Linked DNA regions of Sus scrofa: all the other regions are linked to region 2. A link is a contact called in public HiChIP or PLAC-seq data. All regions are on one chromosome and are shown on one strand. Each heading gives the region's core, a stretch centred on a gene start, on an enhancer-like site or on the middle of the called end of the contact. The rest is flanking DNA. Distances are from core to core; before and after follow the strand shown. Region 1 overlaps JADE2 (protein Jade-2). Region 2 holds the start of JADE2 (protein Jade-2). Region 3 holds the start of SKP1 (S-phase kinase-associated protein 1). Region 4 holds the start of PPP2CA (protein phosphatase 2 catalytic subunit alpha).

Region 1 (2,700 bases), core at 152-2,651, 130 kb after region 2:
TCTGGCCTCCCCTCTGTGGGACACTGAGTTCTAGGACTCTGGGGCTTGGGCTGAGGGGCATGTCAGAGTGTCCTCCGTGGACACAGACACACATGGCCACCCTGTCCCCAGGCCGGGCTAGGAGACCGCCCTGGGGGGAGCATCAGGGCGGCTGCATGTGACCTGGGGCAGCTGCTCCGCTTACGTGTCTCTCAGCTGGCGCTTCTGTAGAGCCCTTAGAGCAACTCGGCAGATGTTGTCCTGTGGGGCTCTGGTGGCCAGGTGGTGGGGGAGATGAGACGGAGGCTATGAAACTGGACCCGGCTTCTCCACCCGTCTTCACCGCACTGATCTTCCCAGGTCAGAGGACCCTGTTGGCCTAGCAGGGAGCTTACTGTCTGGTTGCCAGCCTACTCCTGGGTCAGAAGGCAGGGGCATGGGGGACGCTAAATGTCCATGGCTCCCAGCAGGACAGAGAGCAAGGCCAGCAACGTTGCAGTCACCACTTCCTGCGCAGCCCAGCCTCCTGTCTCACGGGGCAGGACCATCAGGTACAGATCCTTCTGAGATCAAAGCTGTTCCACGCCTGCCCTCAGGCCATCCCCGAGTCTCCCCCCAGGGTCTCCAGTGCAGGCATCCTGCTCTCACTCCTTTTTCCAGATGACTCGGGACATCTGACTTCCCTGGTATGTGCTGGTCGGTGCCGTGTCTGACCCTGGCTAGGCTGTGTAGGGGGGTCAGGGGTGGGCTCAGCTATGGATCATCATCCTGGAAAAAGGGACCAGAAGTGTGTGGTGCCATCCCTGCTGTGAACAGACGGGAACCCTGGGGCTCAGAGAGGGATGTTTATTTTCTAAGGTTGAGTTGAATATGGACCTGAGTCGGGGGAGGGTTTGTCAGAGAGGTGTTGGCTTATCGTCTAGTCTGTCCATTTGGGGGCCACTTATCGGTCCGCTCGCCTCTCAACGCCACTTGGTACAGTTGCGGCCAGGGACTGAGGTTGTCAAGGGGCAGGATGCCAGCTGAGGCAGCTCTGGGGTTCTGGGGCCATAGAGCCCTCCAAAGTCAGGTATGAGTGGGCCCAGGCTTCCCCCAGGAAGAGGAGGCAAGGCCGAGCCTTGAAGTCTGTGCAGCTTCTTAGGGCTCAGGAGGGCCTGTCAAAATGCTGCTTCTCCAGCAACCTCCAAGCTGGGCTGACAGGTACCCACTGCGTGGCAGGCGAGGGAGGGTACAGCATGGGCAGGCTGAGGAGAGGACGTCGGAGACAACCCTGTGCTGGCTCGACCCCCTCCAGGTCCAGTCTCTGGGCCTTTCGCGGCGTGAGTGAGTGATGCCATGGGGAAGGCTGTCTGTGCAGGCCCGTGACTGTTGGTGGCCTGGCCAGCAGGCCCGGTCTCTGACCATGGGCCAGTGCCAACAGCCAAGACTATCCAGCCTGTTACTGGGCACCACGCCAGCTTGGACTGGATCCATCAGGGATGCAGGGTAGGGTTGAGGCCGAGGCTGTGGGTAGCCTGGGTCCACAGCCAGTTCCAGCCCTTCCCAGTTCTGTGCCTTCTGAGTTTCGGTTTCTGCTTCTGACGGGGTTTCAGTTTCCTTGGCTGTAAAATGGGAGTAAGGATCTGGTTGACCTTGGACCACGAGAAGGATGGGGCGCACGCTTAGCACACTGCCCTCTATTGGTGGTGATGGTCCTTGTTGCCACTCTGGCTCCTGGAAGGGTGGGTTGCTCAGAGGGTGCCTTCTGGGGAGGACCGAAAGGGCAGCCCCAGTGCCAGGGCCCGGGAGTCAGGGCATTTTCCCTGATGGGTGTGCCTCCCAAGGCCAGGCGGGGACTTGGCTGAGAGAAGCAGGAACAGGGACCACGCTGCCTTCCCCAGCATGAAATCCGATTTTATGGTCAGCCTAGAAGATGTGCTTTCCCGACATTTCCGCCTCAGGCCTCGGCCCTGGCCATCAGTACGGGAAGGCACGGCCGCTACAGCCCCCCGGAGTTACTCCCAGCTGACAAAAAAATTGCAGCCCTGACGATGAGCGGATGCCGGCCCGTGTCCCCTAGCAACGGTCCTGGCGGTTTGGGCTATGCAAGGCCTCGCTGCCTGTGGCTCCGCATCTGGCTACCAGGAGTTCATTGAAGGTGTGACCTGGCCTGAGAGGAGCTGGGAGAGTGGGGGCAGCTCTCAGACACCCCCCCCCCAGAGGACAGACAAGGAGGAACTCCCGGCGGCTCGTTGCTGATGCCTCCCCCATGCTTGCCACCTCCTTCCTTGTCCACTGGTCGCATCCCCTTTCCTCAGTCCTCAGGGCCTGGAGTGTGGTCCCCTTGACGGCCCAGCAAAGCCTGTCTTGTCCTGGGCAGCCCTGGCCTCAGAACTCGTGCTCCTGAGCCCCGTGTCTCCCGGCGCTGGGGCTTTTCCTCCCCGTTAGCACCTCTGCCCGCTCAGATCCTGTCCTGCCCTCTAGCCGCTCTGGGTCGGTAAGCTGGAATCCCCAAACACCCCTTCTCAACCGCAGCCTCCGCTCCCCTGCTCGCTTCCTCCTTCCCTGTCCCCTGCTTACTTCACTCCCACCCCGTCGGGCCTTAGCTCACCGCCTGTCCCTGGCGTCTGGGCAGAGCCTCACCCAACAGGAGCCGTTCTGTGACCAGACGCGAGCCCATAGCAGTGAATAGGCAAGCCCTCCAAGGTGCCCGCTGGCCAGCCTTGCTGGGATACTAGCTAG
Region 2 (2,700 bases), core at 140-2,639:
CCTTGACCTGGGAATTTTATACGTCATGGGGGGGCCAAAAAGAAAATGAAAACAACATTATTTGTCTATTTGTCGAGTTTTCTGACATTTGCCTAATCTCCCATTAACCAGAATTTCCTAGAGACACCTGGAAAGCGGAGGAAAGGGAGGGATGCACGTGGCATTGCTTCCCCAAATCCCATTCTAATAACTGCCCAAGTCTGAAAGCAAAACCAAGTGGCTTAGGGCTGGAGGGGCCACGACACGAGGCAGCCATAAGGAGCAAGGAAACCAGGACTAAGCCAAGTCATCTTACCCTAACACAATATCAGGAAACGCTAAAAGGATGTGGGAGGCCCAAGATTTGCCACCTTTTGCATGGAGTGGCAAAGGGAGTGCCATTTCAGGCATTTCAAAACCAGACCCTTGAAGGCATTTGTTATTTTCATAAAAGGAAAGGCAGAGACACAAAGGCTGGCTCTTGCTATGGGGTCCAGCAGACCAGGGAATGAGGAAAAACCAAAGGCCAAATATTATCTCTTGCCATAAGTGGTAAAATCCACCAACCCTGCCAGAAGCCAGGTAGCCCTAGGTGTGTCTCTTCCCCTCTCTCACCTTTTTATGTAAATTGGGGGGGTGTGGGGGGGTCTCAGCCATTGTCCCTGCACGTTTGCCAGGAGGAAAGGAATGAATGAACTTAAAGTGCACTCCGCAAAGGTGATGGTTTGAAGTAATAATACAAACACCAACAGCAATTTGAACGCCTAGCATGTTACTGAGCTCTTGCTAGATGACAGCCTATGCGAGGTGCTGTTCATCTTTTAATACTGTAGTCATCACAACTCATTTTCCAGGTGAAACTGAAGCTCAACGAGGTTAAGTAGCTTTGCAAGGGGCGGGCTAGGGTAGGACACCAGCCAGAGGCCTGGCTAGTGCCACTGGAGGCTGGGGGCACCGTCAGCCCTGGGGAAGGACTGGGGTCGGGACGGGGTCAGCTAGCCGGTGGGGGTCCGCACCTGCAACCCAGGAAGAGGTGATTAGCCCAGACCATGGAAAGGGACAGCAGCTGGTCCAGGCGGCCGCCGCCGTCGGGCGGGTCGCGGTAGTCGGGCAGGTGGCGCAGGATGAATTCCATGCGAGCCTTCCATTGCTTCTCGCTCTCCGAGTAGGAGCGAAACTGCTCCGCGAAGTCGGTCGCCTGCCGCACTCCCGAGACCAGCTCCTCCACGGCGGCGGCCGCCTCGCCACCCACCATGCCGCCCTGCGCCGCGGAGGGCCAGCCCTCCCCCGCCGCCTTCCCGACACGCACCGCGCCACCTCCCTGCGCCTAGAGGGGCCCCGGCGGCGCGCGACTGCTCGGGAGGACGGGCCTGGAGCGCCCTCGCTGGGCGCGGCGGCCAACCCCGCCGGGCCCTGCAGACTCCCGCGGCCCGCAGTCCCGGGCGTGGGTCTCCCCGGAGGCCGCAGGGGCAGTTCTCGGCCAGCCCCGCGGGCAACCAGCAGGGAAACGGAGGCTCCCGCCGAGCGCAGAGGAAGGGCGGCCCTCTCCCATTCGGAGCTGGAGGCCGGCCAGGGATGTCCAGCGTCCTTGCCCGGGGAGTTCCCCGGGCTCCGGCCCAAAGTCCAGTGTCCTCGGTTCTGAGCACTTGTTTACGTAGAGATGCTCTGTGTTAGCTTCTGATTGATTCCCAGAGGTCTCGACACCCCCACCCAGTGTGTGGCCTGCCTTCCTGGAGTGAGTCACCCATCCAGCTGAATACCTGCTAGACCCTTTGCTAGGTGCTGGGGATGCAATGAGAGCCAACTCCGAGCGTTGTTCTAATGAACTTTATCGTCTGCTGGCGGAGACAGACATTGTTAGTGATACTAATTGCTCAAGGGAAATTTTTCAACGTTGACAAATTTTAGTAAAGAGAGGCCCAGAGGGCTAGGAGCATGAATAAGCCAGAGATGTGATCCAGTCCCGTGGGTCAGGGAAATGACTGCTGGAGAGCTGAGGGATGAGCAGGAATTAACTAGACTAAGACGAGCAGGGCACCTCAAGAAAGCTTAGTCTGGTAAGAGAACGGCAAGATCTTTATGACAAATCCTAGAGTGGGGGGAACAGTGGAGGGGATGAAGCTGCAAAGAGCAGTAAGGGCAGGTCATGGAAGGGCTTGTGATCTAGATCCTAAAAGGAATGGGGAGCCACTGAAGGATTTTAAACAGGTGTTTCCAAAAGGAGCCAAAATGGATGTGTCCAGAGGAGATGAGCAGGTGAGCTGGCCTGACTCTGTTTTCTGTTCTACAGTCAGGTGAACCCGCTGAGAGACAGAAGAGCTTCTTCCTCATCAAAGGTAAATTTCCATCCCATTCAAGTACAGTAACTGGGAAACCACTTGAGCCGCCATCAGCCTTGAGAAATTATTGACCTGACGGGCTTCCCATCATCCCCCATGAAATGTAGGGTGAAATGCAGAGCTGGGCCTAGAATCCAGGATCAGGGCTCCAGTGTGTTTAGGGCCTACATTGTGAGTGGGGCGTAGGGGTAGAGCTCCTGTGTGTTGTGTGCTGGCTCTGCAGCTTCTGGTGGGACATCAGAGACTCCAGCAGGCAGACAACCTATACTGAATAGAAATACCGGGCAGTCTTTTGAGTAGAGTGTGCCAGCAGAACTAGCACCAGGCTTAGTGACATCCCACTTGGTTAACCATAGGCAGGCATCTCCAGCAGCAAGAATGT
Region 3 (2,700 bases), core at 185-2,684, 210 kb before region 2:
GCGCCGGCACTTTTGAGTTAAATCACCCTCCAGGAGGAGGGGTCTATCAAACATCATAAAAGAAAAAAAACCTGTTTAAGTGACCCGAAGTTCTGACACTTCTTCTTATAGGGCAAAGTGAAATCTGCGTTGCTCTATGACACACAAACATTCTGCTGTGACGCTCTCATGAAAACATTCATGAGCCCAAACTCCAACCTTTAGTCTCCATTAAAAAGCAAACCAAAGCAGGTGAACATCCTATCCCTTCGAAAACCTCTTAGTAAGTTTACGGAGTTGGTGCACCTAAAAGCCAAACCACTGTGGCGATGGCACCTGCTACTCCAACAATTGCTTCAACAACCGCGGGCTGTGGCAAAATAATGGGCGACAAATATTCCGAAGGAGCAGGCAGCTCTCTGCCGAAATTCGGCTCCGGCGCAGTTAACCAGGACGAGTGACGCCAGACACAGGGGCGAGAAAGACTGAGAGCCAAGAATCCAGCTGCGGGACGACCCTACCACGCTTCCTCTGGGACACCCGAACAACAAACGGACAAACGCCCATGCTCACGACGACCCAGAGAAGTCCATTAAAAGCCCCGCCACCACCCTCGCCCTGGCTTCCCGGGGCCGATGGGCTCAACCGCCGAGGGAGGCCCCGGCCGCAGCCTGGGCCTGCAGCCTTGCTCCGCGACGGCTGAGGGTCGCCCCGCGCAGAGAAGGCCCAATCCCGGTTCCGCTCACACCTTCTCCCTCCCGCCCGCCTGGGCGCGGTGAAGACTAGCGGCTAAAAGAGGCCTCGGCAAGTCGAGGGGCGGTGTGGGAGGTGAATGGCACCTCCGGGAGAATGGGGTCGACGACGGCTTTCACCGGGCCTGAGGGAAGGCCAGGCCCAGGTGCCTGCCGTTTCGAGCAAGGCCAAAGCCGCAGCGGGGCGGCCCGCGGCTCGCAATCTGCGGCGCCACCGCCCCCTTTCAGCTCAGGCGGCGGGTACTCACGGTGTTTGGGCTCAAGGAGATGGCGGGCCGGAGGCTGACGAGAGAAGGGCGGTGTCCGCAACCGGAGAGACAGAAAAGCGACGCACAAGGCGACTTCAACCGAGTGGCGCGGCGTCGCCTTTATAGCAGCGGGCGCAGGCGCCGAGGACCCCGGGGCCCGTGACGTCACAGAGACGGCAGGGCTGGCCGCCGAGATCGCCTGACGGCAGGCGCAGACCGGCGGGGCGAGGCGCGGCGGGCCTTGAGTCTCACCCCTTCCCTCGAAAGCGGCGCTCACTCCCCTCAAAGCGGAAACGGGGGACTGGCTCAGATACTCCACGGCCTGCAAGGGTCTTTCAGGCGGGAGCTGGCCTAAGTCGAATTAAAGACCCCAGTCCCGAAAAGCCTAGAAACCTGGAGCGAGGGGCCGGGAGGGAGAGCGCGGGGAGTAGCGGGGAGAGAGGGGCGGAGTGGGGAGGGAGAGGCGTCTGTGTTAGGGGTGGTGTTTGGGAGGGGCTGCAGCTCCTTTTCATGATGGGGAAACTGGGACTCTGAGAAAGAAAGGGCGCTGATCTTTGCAGCCAGCGCTGTGAGATTTTGCTCAGGGCCTCAGTGTCCTCCCCTGAACCCTACATGAGTTAGCTCACTCTCCACAATAATGCATAAGAAGAAATATCAGGAGTTCCCCTCGTGGCTCAGTGGTTAACGAATCCGACTAGAAACCATGAGGTTTCGGGTTCGATCCCTGGCCTCGCTCAGTGGGTTAAGGATTTGGAGTGGCCATGAGCTGTGGTGTAGGTCACAGTCGCGACTCGGATCCCACGTTGTGGCTCTGGTGTAGGCCGGTGGCTACAGCTCCGATTCGACCCCTAGCCAGGGAACCTCCGTATGCCTTGGGTGCGGCCCTAGAAAGACAAAAAGACAAAAAAAAAAAAAGAAGAAGAAATACCATTACCCTTTTCTCTTTGACTTGTGAGGGAACAGGTTCAAAACGGTTCAGTGGCAGAGCAAGGATTGTTTGATACTCTCAACTCTGATTTCCTATCGACTTCTGAAGAGGCCTCCAATCCAAAGTAACCACTGTTTCAGGGAAACCCCAAGTTAGCAAAAGTGTATTGGGTGGGGGGAGGGCGAGGTGATGGGTGCTAGGAATTCGGCAGCGAACGAGGCAGCCAGAGTCCAGCCTGCAGAGAGCCCTTGTGTGGGATGCTCCCTAAAGGCTGTGTTAGGGTCCCTAAGATGAAACCAACCCTCAAGGGAAAGGGGTTAGTCTGCAAATTCCCACTCCCACCCTCTCCAGTCAGGGACTTTGACCTGCTCTACCCTGCTCTGTTTAGAGAACAATGCCACCCCTCTGGAGGAGACTAAGGCGCCAGGCTCACCTAACCAGCAGGCACGTGATGGTATTCCTGACGCCAAGGAGACAAAGGACACTTCCACACAGGGCCCCCTAAAGAAATCAGAAGCCTGCAGCTCTTCTGAGATGGGACTGGGCAGGGAGACCAAGCAGCTCCTTGGGTTACCAGGTCTTTGTCTCCAAGCTGTGGTATCCAGTGTCTGCCAGGTGCCACAGCTGATGTCGGGAAGATGAAAGGACCTACAGCTCTCAGACTTTTTCTCCACAAGCCTGCCCTGCCCTAAGCAGCTCCAGCTTCTGGTCTCTTAGTTAAGGCCCACTAGATCCCCTTTGCTCCCCTGCCTGTGGCATATAAGGGCCACCTTGTAGCCTAGTTGAGCATCCT
Region 4 (2,700 bases), core at 90-2,589, 160 kb before region 2:
ATTAGGTCATTTAAAATGGACTTCTAAAACAGACTACAACATTCCATTTTAAACGTTTGTGGGATTTAAACACTAAACACAATGACTGGAATACAGCAAAAGCTCGATCAACAGCTGTTAATATCATACTTACTACTTAAAGTCACAAATATACTAACAACTTTTCCAGCAGAGAGCAAGGATACAAAATCTGCTGGTCTTAACAGTTTATGCTGCTCATTTAAAAAACAAATGGCAAAATGCCAAGAACCTTAAGCTTAAAGAAGGGTTTCATACTATCCAATTTGAGTCAGCATATAAATCAGAGATTAAACTGACACTTGATTTCCAATCCCAAAGCTCCTATGTAGAATGACTCACCAAAATGTCTAATTCTTCCAACTATGAAAAATAAGTTATACTCCTCCCTATAACTACCACCATGACCTTCATTGAAACTTAGATTAAAAGCTCATTTAAAAATTCTCGAAAAAATGTACTAATAAGTCTCTGGAAAACACAGCTCGAGAGGTTTACCATAAACCACTCAAGACGATGCTAAATCTGCGTGACCTTTATTAGATAGGTCCCGGGATCCGGCCTACAAGCTTGCCTCTGGGGGACCCTCTGGACAGCTCTGGACCTAAGCATTCGGCCTGAGTACAAGTAAGAAACCTCCCACCAAACTCACAGAAGAGTCCCAGGCCCCATTCCCAGGCCGTAGAACCTAAGACCTCGTGCCCAGATATCAAAACCGTCCCTGACCCTTACTCGCAGGGTCTCCGCTCCCCCGCACCCTCCCCCAGCCACTTCGCTTCCAGCCAAGGCCGGGAAGCTCTGAAGCCCCGGAGTCGGGTGAACGGCGCCATTTTAGGCGGCGGTGGCAGCGACAACCAATCCCTGCGCGGGAGGCAGGGGGCGCCGGGTCGTCCGGGAGCCGCCGCCGGGCCGCGCCGGGGGCCGGTCTGGGAGGCTCGGGGGCCGGGGCCGCTGGCCTCCGCCATGTTGCACCCTCCCCGCGGCCGCTTCCTTCTCGGCGGGCTCGGCCCGCCCCGGCTCCCGAAGCCGGAGTGCAGCTCACCTTCTCGCAGAGGCTCTTGACCTGGGACTCGGACAGCTGCTTGCACTCATTCAGCTGCTCGATCCACTGGTCCAGCTCCTTAGTGAACACCTTCTCGTCCATGATGCCACCCGCCCGAACCGGCTGCCGCTCCGCGCTACTCCCGCGCCGCCGCCCGCACACGGGCCACACGCACACGCTGCCGTCGGCCCCCGGGGTACTTGTGTGGCTGCTGAAGGCTGCTCGGCAGTAGCGCTGCCCGGTTGACTCGCCCCTCGGTGTTCGGCTACCGGCCACTGACCTCCTCCGCTCGCTCTAGCCTTGGAGCTCGGCTCTGTAATGGCGGCCGCCGGCGTGGTGACGTCACGCCCGGCGTCAGGAGGTGGCGGGGTGAGGAGGGGTAGAAGCGCCGGGATACGAGCTGCGCAACTGCCGGGCCGGCTCTCATCTGCGGCCAGACCCGAGCGGGGGCGGGAACTAGGGGCCAGGGCGCAGGCGCGTAAAGTAGCCGGCTGGAAACAGGCACCTTCGCTTTTAGGGCGCGGTCCTGTAGAAGGGAGGGGCCGAGGGGGAAGGGAAGACCGAGTCCAAGCAGGGGCCTTGCTTATAGCTGGGAAGTGGGCTAATCTTAGAGCACTAAATCCTGCAGGGTGTAGTTGCGGACCAGGCGCAGGCGCAGCCGGGGTGCGAGGGTGGCTCCTTGTTGCCGGAGACTTTTTCCCTGAGGTGATACGCCTCGGCTCCTCACCTGGCGACTGCCAAAGCACGGAAACGAGAATTGGGCCCCGTGGCTCCTCCATTCTACAACAGCACTGGAATTGCTGCATCTTGGGAGCAGGAACAGGCGCCGAGTGGTAGCCAGGTTGGAGTAGCCACCCCTGCCTCCGGGTGCGGCCAGCACCTTGTAATTAGGTCAGTCGTAGGCGGAAGAGGGTGTACCTGCAGTACTGCGCAGTGCACCTGACTCCCCAACACACCTGTCCCCGGGCCTCGATGTCTCTTCTAGCGCCATGGCTGGGGCCTCCTAGCGCTCCTGGCTTCCACAGGCGCCGCTGCAGTCTTGCCATTGTGGCCTTCCCCCCTAGGTGGGCGCTTTCCTCCGACTCCGAGCCTCCAAGGGAAGAAGAAAACGCCCCCGACCCCACCCCCACCAACCGTCTGCCCACTCAGGCCTTCTTTCTAGAGGGAAGACCGCAAGGAGATGGACGCACCGGTCCTGATTGAGACCCGGTAGTGTTAGAAGCGGCTGTGATGTGCGCTTTAAAGAAAGCTCAGATACCCTAGGATCGGACCTCTGGCTATAAATCTCTTCGAGATTCGTGAAATGTATCCGCATTCCGTTGTCCTTGCATTCGCAGAAATATTTGGCTCCGTACACCGCCAGTTATGTTCAAGATTCATGCCCGAAGGACAGAAGGGTCATACAAACAGAGGTACCCTACCCTGACGGAGCTTGTGTACTTCCTGGGATGATCTGGGGATAGACAGGCAGAAGAGCCCTTCACAAAAGCAGGAAGATGAATGGCCAGTAACACAAGGGTAGTAAGCAGGGAAATGAAAACCACAGATTCCAGGTTTGACTCTCACCCATTTGGCAAAAACTGTCAACATCCAATGTTGGTGAGGATGTGGAGCAATGGGGTCTCTTATACACTGCTGTA

What was found. HiChIP or PLAC-seq counts read pairs in DNA pulled down with a chosen protein or histone mark.
Region 1: a contact with region 2 is called in an H3K27ac HiChIP or PLAC-seq map of alveolar macrophages. The contact joins the enhancer-like site here to the promoter of JADE2 in region 2. A contact is called at or near these places in 1 of 5 promoter capture datasets (liver), 5 of 47 Hi-C or Micro-C datasets (alveolar macrophages, embryonic fibroblasts, fetal heart ventricle and 1 more) and 2 of 2 datasets of contacts at active chromatin or transcription factors (alveolar macrophages and skeletal muscle).
Region 3: a contact with region 2 is called in an H3K27ac HiChIP or PLAC-seq map of alveolar macrophages. The contact joins the promoter of SKP1 here to the promoter of JADE2 in region 2. A contact is called at or near these places in 1 of 5 promoter capture datasets (fetal liver), 2 of 47 Hi-C or Micro-C datasets (brain and embryonic fibroblasts) and 1 of 2 datasets of contacts at active chromatin or transcription factors (alveolar macrophages).
Region 4: a contact with region 2 is called in an H3K27ac HiChIP or PLAC-seq map of alveolar macrophages. The contact joins the promoter of PPP2CA here to the promoter of JADE2 in region 2. A contact is called at or near these places in 1 of 47 Hi-C or Micro-C datasets (liver) and 1 of 2 datasets of contacts at active chromatin or transcription factors (alveolar macrophages).

What each region holds. Positions count from the first base shown.
Region 1 is chr2:136,815,205-136,817,904 of Sscrofa11.1, forward strand. All of the region lies in intron 16 of JADE2 (protein Jade-2), which reads left to right. Among named protein-coding and RNA genes, the nearest start is that of SAR1B, 58 kb to the right of the region's middle. Within about 2 kb of position 1,402, at least 32 of the 83 cell types and tissues checked have an H3K27ac peak or open chromatin away from gene starts, as enhancers often do. A contact at or near this core is called in alveolar macrophages, where this site is marked.
Region 2 is chr2:136,684,667-136,687,366 of Sscrofa11.1, forward strand. It overlaps JADE2 (protein Jade-2), which reads left to right and starts at 1,390. Exons shown (of 19, transcript XM_021084773.1): 1 at 1,390-1,714; 2 at 2,270-2,315. CDKN2AIPNL (CDKN2A interacting protein N-terminal like) reads right to left here and starts at 1,235. Exons shown (of 3, transcript NM_001244537.1): 1 at 996-1,235. The coding sequence starts at 1,234.
Region 3 is chr2:136,474,930-136,477,629 of Sscrofa11.1, forward strand. It overlaps SKP1 (S-phase kinase-associated protein 1), which reads right to left and starts at 1,435. Exons shown (of 6, transcript XM_021084761.1): 1 at 980-1,435.
Region 4 is chr2:136,521,291-136,523,990 of Sscrofa11.1, forward strand. PPP2CA (protein phosphatase 2 catalytic subunit alpha) reads right to left here and starts at 1,340. Exons shown (of 7, transcript NM_214366.1): 1 at 1,061-1,340. The coding sequence starts at 1,162.